Linked DNA regions of Mus musculus: region 1 is linked to region 2. A link is a contact called in public ChIA-PET data. All regions are on one chromosome and are shown on one strand. The core of a region is the stretch at or near the end of the contact, and the rest is flanking DNA. Distances in the headings are between cores, read along the strand shown. Region 1 holds the start of 0610039K10Rik (RIKEN cDNA 0610039K10 gene). Region 2 holds the start of Ift52 (intraflagellar transport 52).

What was found. ChIA-PET counts read pairs in DNA pulled down with a chosen protein or histone mark.
Region 1: a contact with region 2 is called in an RNA polymerase II ChIA-PET map of memory CD8 T cells, with 12 read pairs. The contact joins the promoter of 0610039K10Rik here to the promoter of Ift52 in region 2. A contact is called at or near these places in 1 of 39 promoter capture datasets (cranial neural crest) and 1 of 115 datasets of contacts at active chromatin or transcription factors (memory CD8 T cells).

The regions. Positions count from the first base shown.
Region 1 is chr2:163,643,508-163,646,870 of GRCm38.p6, reverse strand. It overlaps 0610039K10Rik (RIKEN cDNA 0610039K10 gene), which reads right to left and starts at 2,021. Exons shown (of 1, transcript NR_028113.1): 1 at 1,071-2,021. Serinc3 (serine incorporator 3) reads left to right here and starts at 1,728. Exons shown (of 10, transcript NM_012032.4): 1 at 1,728-1,873. The coding sequence starts at 1,835.
Region 2 is chr2:163,014,938-163,018,700 of GRCm38.p6, reverse strand. Ift52 (intraflagellar transport 52) reads right to left here and starts at 1,348. Exons shown (of 13, transcript NM_172150.5): 1 at 1,168-1,348.

The sequences.
Region 1 (3,363 bases), core at 772-3,271, 630 kb before region 2:
CTTCTTATCCTCCGACCGCTTCAGGCCAAGTACAAGGTGTATATTGGTCACCAGGCCTGGCTTACGTAGAGGTGGAGTTCAAATACTAGACAAGCACTCTACCAATTGAACTACAATCCTCAGCCCTTGAATAAACTTCTACTGAAAAAAAAATCCTCCTGTATATACCATCTCATATTACTTATTGAGTGAAATTGTTGGTTTCTGGGTGGAAGCCAGAAAAAAGAAAACTCATTTCCAGAGATAAGCTTAAAACTGAAAGCTTTATTTTCTAAGCATGCAGGGAGCCGGCCAGTTTGGGATCTGTACTTTTTTTTTTTTTTTTTTTTTTTTTTTTTTTTTTTTTGGTTTTTCGAGACAGGGTTTCTCAGTGTAGCCCTGGCTGTCCTGGAACTCACTCTGTAGACCAGGCTGGCCTCAAACTCAGAAATCCTCCTGCCCCTGCCTCCCAAGTGCTGGGATTAAAGGCGTGCACCACCACCGCCTGGCTGGGATCTGTACATTTTTAAGGGATGGGAACCCAAAGCAGGGGGTAGTGGGGAGCCTCAGTATTATCTAATTGTATTTTGATATTATGGGTACCTATTGGAGACTGGGCTGTATCCTGGGCACCTGGCTTCAAGGTCATTAATTCAGCTCTTGGAGTCAAGTCTTCTGGACTCTGGCCCGGAATTTTAGAATGATAAGGGAACAGAGGAGTGGGCGAGCTGCATGTAGTCAATTAGTGCATAACAGGCAATGGTTATAGGTTTTTATAACTTATGCATGTTGGCTCAGATAACAGTAGTTTCTATATTCTTTACTGGTTAACAGACAAGAAAACATTTGGACAAGTGGGGTAGGCATTCGGAGCAGGACCTTGTTTGGCCCGGCCTTCAAGGAGGGGAAGTTGTCCCTGAAATATCTGGACTCAGACAATTGTTTTCAACCGAGGTTGCTGAGCTGTTGGTAAAGTCCCCAGCTCCCCCAGGGCCTGAGACCTTGAATTTAGAAAACGAAAACGGTAGTACTTAGCATAAGTTTCTTTTGCTTGTTCCCAACAAAATGAGGACATGACTGCTCCAAGGTATGGCTGAGGAGAAAATTTTTATTATAGATATGAGAACGAGTACAGCCAGAGGCATCGGGAAGAGTCTAGGACAGGGAAAGTAGTGAGCTGAACCTGGCCAGCAGACTGACCCCCGCGGAGGGAGGGGGCAGGGGGAAAGGGGGGCAGGGGAAAAGAGGAAGGGGGAAAGGGGAAGGGGAGACAAGGCTGGAGAAGTTTCCGGTAGGGTGTGGGGTAAGAAGAGTGGCTTTTTTGTTCGTCTGAAACTCTATGTAGCACAGGATAGTTTTGAACTCCTGATCCTCCAGCCTCATCCTCTTTAGTTCTGGGATTACAGATGCTAACTGATTATTGAATGGCCCAACATAGCCTGTTTGCCTCTGAGTTTGCCAACATTCCATCTCTCAATAATCACAAAGTACTGCCCAGCCACGACTTAACAGTCTGTAGGATCTTTATTTAATTCGGATGTAGCTTCTTCCGAGGATAAGTGCAGTTCGTAGGGAACATGCTGTCTTTCTGCACCTTTATGTTGCCTCTGACCACCAGCGCCCCAAGCGAGCCCGGAGTTGTATGCCACGAACCCTCTACGTCCTCTGCCACCCCAGCAGTCTTAGGCTCCGCCTTCTCCCCCTCCGTGGGCGGGGCCACCCAATGACGTAAACTGGGCGTCCTGCGAAGGGCGGGCCCTGTTTCCGGCTTGAGGATCCGTCGCGTTTCTGAGGCGACGCCTCAGTCAGCAGTTAGGATCCGCTCGGAGCGGTCGGTCTCGGCCCCGGCGTCACCATGGGGGCCGTCCTCGGCGTCTTCTCCCTCGCCAGCTGGGTGAGTCCCGAGGCCTCGGCCGTCCGGGGCCTGAGGCGCGCAGGGGGTGGGTGTCGGGCCGCCCGAGGCGGACCCTCCACTCTCTGAGGCTAACAGAGAGGAGCGGGCAGGCCCAGGGTCCAGGCCCGGTAGCCGTCGTCCCGGAGTCGGGGTGCGGCGGCTCGGCTGGCTCTCGCTGTGGGCGGAGGGTCGCGGGAGGCCGGACCGCCATTGTTTACAATTTCGACGCCCCGCCCCCGCCAGCCTTCCGGACCCAGGGTTCCCGCGGCCAGGCGACGCCGAGGTTCCACGGCGCGGGTTCCTGAGTGGCTAGAGGATGGCGTCAGGGAATTTAGGGCCACTGTAGTCATTTTTCTTCATAGTTCGGCATATGCCAGCGCTACTGAGTGGGGTTGGGAGCGGGGCTTTTAAGTCAGCCCTGCTGCAGGTCGCGAGCAAAAGGCGTTTAATTAGAAGCCCCGCGGCCTAAATATTTTCGAATTAAACACCCTAGCATTCCTCTCCTCCAGAACTGTTGTGAGGATAAAGTAAAGAAATTAGTCCGATTCCCCTTGTCAATGGTAAAACGTTTTTAGAAGTTAATTTTAGGATCTCTTTAACCTAAGGAATAATCTAACAAATCTGCCTCAGAGGAACTTGGTAGCTTGAACCACAGTGCCTAATTGTTTTCTCCTTCCCGAGCTGATGTAATGAACCAAGGACTCAGGCTCTGCTCATGTCAATGGCATGTCTCAGGGCAGAAGTAATGTCGAAGATATCTTGTATATTTTTCTCCTCCTGGTTTAAAACCATAATTTGAAAATATCCTATCCAGGTGTTCATATCTAGAAACTCCTTGCATATATTGTTAATTCAGTTTTTACCCAGTAGGGGGTTAGGATACCAGAGTGGAATGAGAGAAGAGTACGAAATTAAAGGCTGTGGAGGGCCATGGCAGATCATTTGTTATTTGTTTTGAGACCCTGTCTCAAAACAGGGAGGTGCAAATTACAGTTTATGGGTAGGTTTTTAGAGGCTGTGGGTTTAGTCTCCAATTGCCACTATCCACCCCCATCTCCCATCCCACGCCAAAAAAGGGGGACAGAATATCAGGGAGCCAAATCATGCAGATACCCACTGTATGCCTTTATTTTTTAGGCAATCTCTTTGGTCATTCTGGGTGTTTAAGATTGCACCCAGGACCTTGTTTGTCCAAAGCTTATCTCTGAGAGCTCCTCCAGCTACACCTCCAGTCCAGTCTGGATTAAAGATTTCAAAGGACTTTTGTACGTGTTTAATTTTTGCCTTATTGAGATAGGTCACCAGATCTCCCTGAGTATCCCATGCTGGCCTTTCATTCACAGTTCTCCTTATTGGGATTGTAGGAAGGTGTTACTCCTGGCAAAGAAGTTTGGCCTTTACTTTTTTTGAAATATGGTTTTACGTTGTAGCCCAGGTTGGCCTTGAACTTTTAGCAATCCTCCTACCTCAGCCTAGTGCCGAAACTACAG
Region 2 (3,763 bases), core at 99-2,598:
ATTGAAAACATTTTGTCATGTTGACTTCACATGACACGGCTATTTTTTTGCTTGTTTTCTTTCTTTTTTTTTTTTAAAGATTTATTTATTTATTATATGTAAATACACTGTAGCTGTCTTCAGACACACCAGAAGAGGGAGTCAGATCTTGTTACGGATGGTTGTGAGCCACCATGTGGTTGCTGGGATTTGAACTCTGGACCTTCGGAAGAGCAGTCAGGTGCTCTTACCCACTGAGCCATCTCACCAGCCGGTTTTCTTTCTTTCTTTGTTTATTTATTTATGGTTTTTCGAGACAGTGTTCCTCCTGTGTAGCACTGTCACTCTCTCTGTAGACCAAGCTGGGGTTAAAGGTGTGTGCCATCACAGCCGGCTAACAGAGCTGTACTTGAACATGCTTGTTTTCATTTTGTGTACCTACAATGCTGTACTCTGCCTTCTCCAGTTTCCTGATTAGAACGTCACAACGATCATGTTAGTGATATTGACCTATTACTACACGGTGCCACAAAGAACCCAAACATCACAGTACTGAGATTTATATTTTTCTGCTTTTGAGACGTATTTGGGGTGGGAGCAGATTTCTGGGAAAAGTGAATACCCTTCTCTGAGTACTGAATTGCTCTTAACGGAAGAATACACTTCGAGGTAACAGTTTACTGTAGTTTAACCCCACCACCTCCTTCTGAAGGAGCAGTAGATCTGGGGTCCTGTCCTATTAGAATTAGAAATGAGTTTCCCTAAGAATAGGATAAGGTTTAAAAATCGGTAATAATAAGAATATTGAAACAATATTTGGGTAGCACTGCCCAACCATTCTCTTATTTTTTCTTCAATAATCTAACATGGTATACTAAATTTTGCCAAAGTGACGAAAAACACCAAGCGTGGTTGCAACGATAGCTGAGTCTGATTTGATGGCTCCCCATCCTAGGTTTTTTCATATTCTACAGGACTACGACAAATCCGCGCAGTCCGAGGAGCTAGAAATTCTACATCATCGCCAGGACCAGTTCCCAGCCCACTTCCGCGTCCTCAGTTTACCTCTGCCGACCTCGGGATTCCCACAAGGCTGGCCTAGGGGTCTCCAGAGCGGCATGGCGAGGCCGTCATCGTCTCCAGCCAGACCAACGACCTGGCGGCCCGCACAACCCGACCTCTCCTTACCTGAGGCCAGAGGCCGCCAGGTATCCAAGGCCGCGCGCCGAGAAGGCGTGGCTCCGGGCCCCGAGTGACTTCCGTCGTGGCGTGATGACGACAGCGCGACAGACGTGCTGTGTCTGGTGGCTGCGGACGCTGGGGGCTGTTGGGTAGGGGTTCGGGGCTAGCGCTGGGCTGGCCCGTTTCCCGGTAAAGACTGTATCCAAACTGAAGGAGTCACTTTTTAATAGGGAACCTATATTGTTCATTTGCTAGCAACTGCTATTAAAGACCAATAAGATGGTAGGTCCCCAGGCCGGGAATTCCGGCCTGCCTATGGGCGGGGACTGCTGCGGCAAGCCACGCCCCGGCCTGGCCTGGACGCAGGTTCCGGGCAGGCTCTTGCCGGGTAGCGATCAGGAGACCTAAAATGCCAGGTCTTACCAAAATTTAGAAGTAGAAGCTGGGGTAGGGAGTGGTGACGCGCCGGAGATGTAGTACTATTGTGGAGCTGGGGAAGCGTTTCGGGAAGAGGTACTGGCTTGGGCCAACGGTTGCCATGGAAACGGGAAACACGCTTGCTTCCGCAGAGGCTTCACTGAGAGAGGGCTGTCTGTGGCTTTGTAGTCAAAGCCTCTGCAGCCTCAAAACTTGGAGCAGGCACATGTAGGAAGCTCAGCAGTTTTTATTTTCATCTATGTCTTAATACAGAGCAGTATGCGTTAAGGATATTAAAATACACAAGTTTTAAGGCACTTTTCACGACTGTGGTTATGACGATTTTAGAAAGTGGGAAAGAGTGTGAAAGAGAACGATCTCTTCTCTCCCACTGAAGATCAAATCCAGAGCCTTCCACATCGTGAGCTGTACCATTGAGTTAAGTCTCAGCCAGGAAACTTTTCTAGTGGAGTGCTGCAGAATTGAATAGAGTGTGCAATTAAGGATGCAAATGATCAAGTGTGCAATTAAGGATGCAAATGATCAGGATCTGGACTTGGGCAAGTCACGGGATCATTCGGTACTGTAAGTGTACTAGAAGTGCCAGGACACCAGACCGGGAGCAGCTCCTGGAGCAGTTCTCTCACTGTACCAAGTTGCAGAAGGAGCTTGAGGGTTTTAGAGTCAGCTGCTCCGAAGTCCGGTGTCTGAGAAATGACTTGTATCTGGTGAACTTGAACATGCTGCTTAATTGGAGCATTTTCTACGTGTAAATTGAGGATAGATTCTAAAGGTTTATTATGAGGATTATGGATTGAATTGAGATGGCTCAGCAGGTAAAAAGGCTGAGCCTGACATCCTGAGTTAAATCCCCGAGTCCCACATAATCGAAGTAGAGAACCGATTTCTGTAAATTGTCCTCTTGACCTCTACAAGTATTCTGTGGCATGTTTATGCGCGCGCGCACACACACACATACAAATATGAATCTCAATCTCTCTCTCTCTCTCTCTCTCTCTCTCTCTCTCTCTCTCTCTCTCTTGCTCTGTTTGTTTTTTTTCAAGACAGGGTTTCTCTGTGTAGCCCTGGCTGTCCTGGAACTCACTTTGTAGACCACGCTGGCCTCAGACTCAGAAATCTGCCTACCTCTGCCTCCCAAGTGCTGGGAGGTGTGCGCCACCATCGCCTGGCCAAATACGAATTTCAAAAGGATATATTTTAGAACACTATGTATACAGTGTTCTGCCTACATGTATGACTGCACACCAGAAGAGGGTACCAGACCTCATTATATATTGTTATGACCTACCATGTGGTTACTGGGAATTGAACGCAGGATCTCTGGAAGAGCAGCCAGTGCTCTTAACCTCTGAGCCATCTCTTCAGCCCCCATCAATACAAATTTTGAAATGGGATATTCATATATATATATATATATATATGTATATATATATATATATATATATATGTCAGTTTCATAGTATACTTGTTCATTTTCTATCTTGGTGAAGCATTCTGTGACTTTACAATCTTAGAACAGCTGATTGTGGACTTCTGGCAGCATGTTCAGGTTTCGGACAGTCACCCTCCTGTAAGAGGGAAGATTTGTCCTCTCCTTGTGTCTCACCTCTAGCAGTTAACCCACACTAGGAAAGATAAGAACCAGTTTCTTTCCGTATCAAAGCTTAATAGTAATTCTTGACTGAGCTTTGATCTCCAATAGAACAGTGTTGCAGGTGTTCTCTTTGGTTTTTAATGTGTCCCAGCCCTGAGCCCTGCCTCCCCTCTTCATTCCTAGGGCAAGGGACAAAGGGGACAAAACTGAGAGGAAAGGAGTGGGACCAAATATAGAGGGAAAGTCAGTAAAAATCACCAGCATACACTGATTCAAAGAAAAGTCCTCCCATTGTCCCCAAACCAGCCAGCTAATGAGGCTACCCTGAAGTGTGTGCCAGGAGTTTGTGGGAAAGAAACTAAAGTAAAACAGAATAATCTACAGCGCATGGGCAGTGTCTTGAACATGCATCACATGCCCACGTCTGGCTAGTCAGCATTACCTTCTGAAATGATGAATTCTGAACACCTACAGCCTAATAGCTAGCCAGAATACTGGCCTCCAAGATCAGCTCTGTCCTTACGGTAAAGCACATGAACTTGATAACCAGGTCCAGATCAGGAGGGAAGG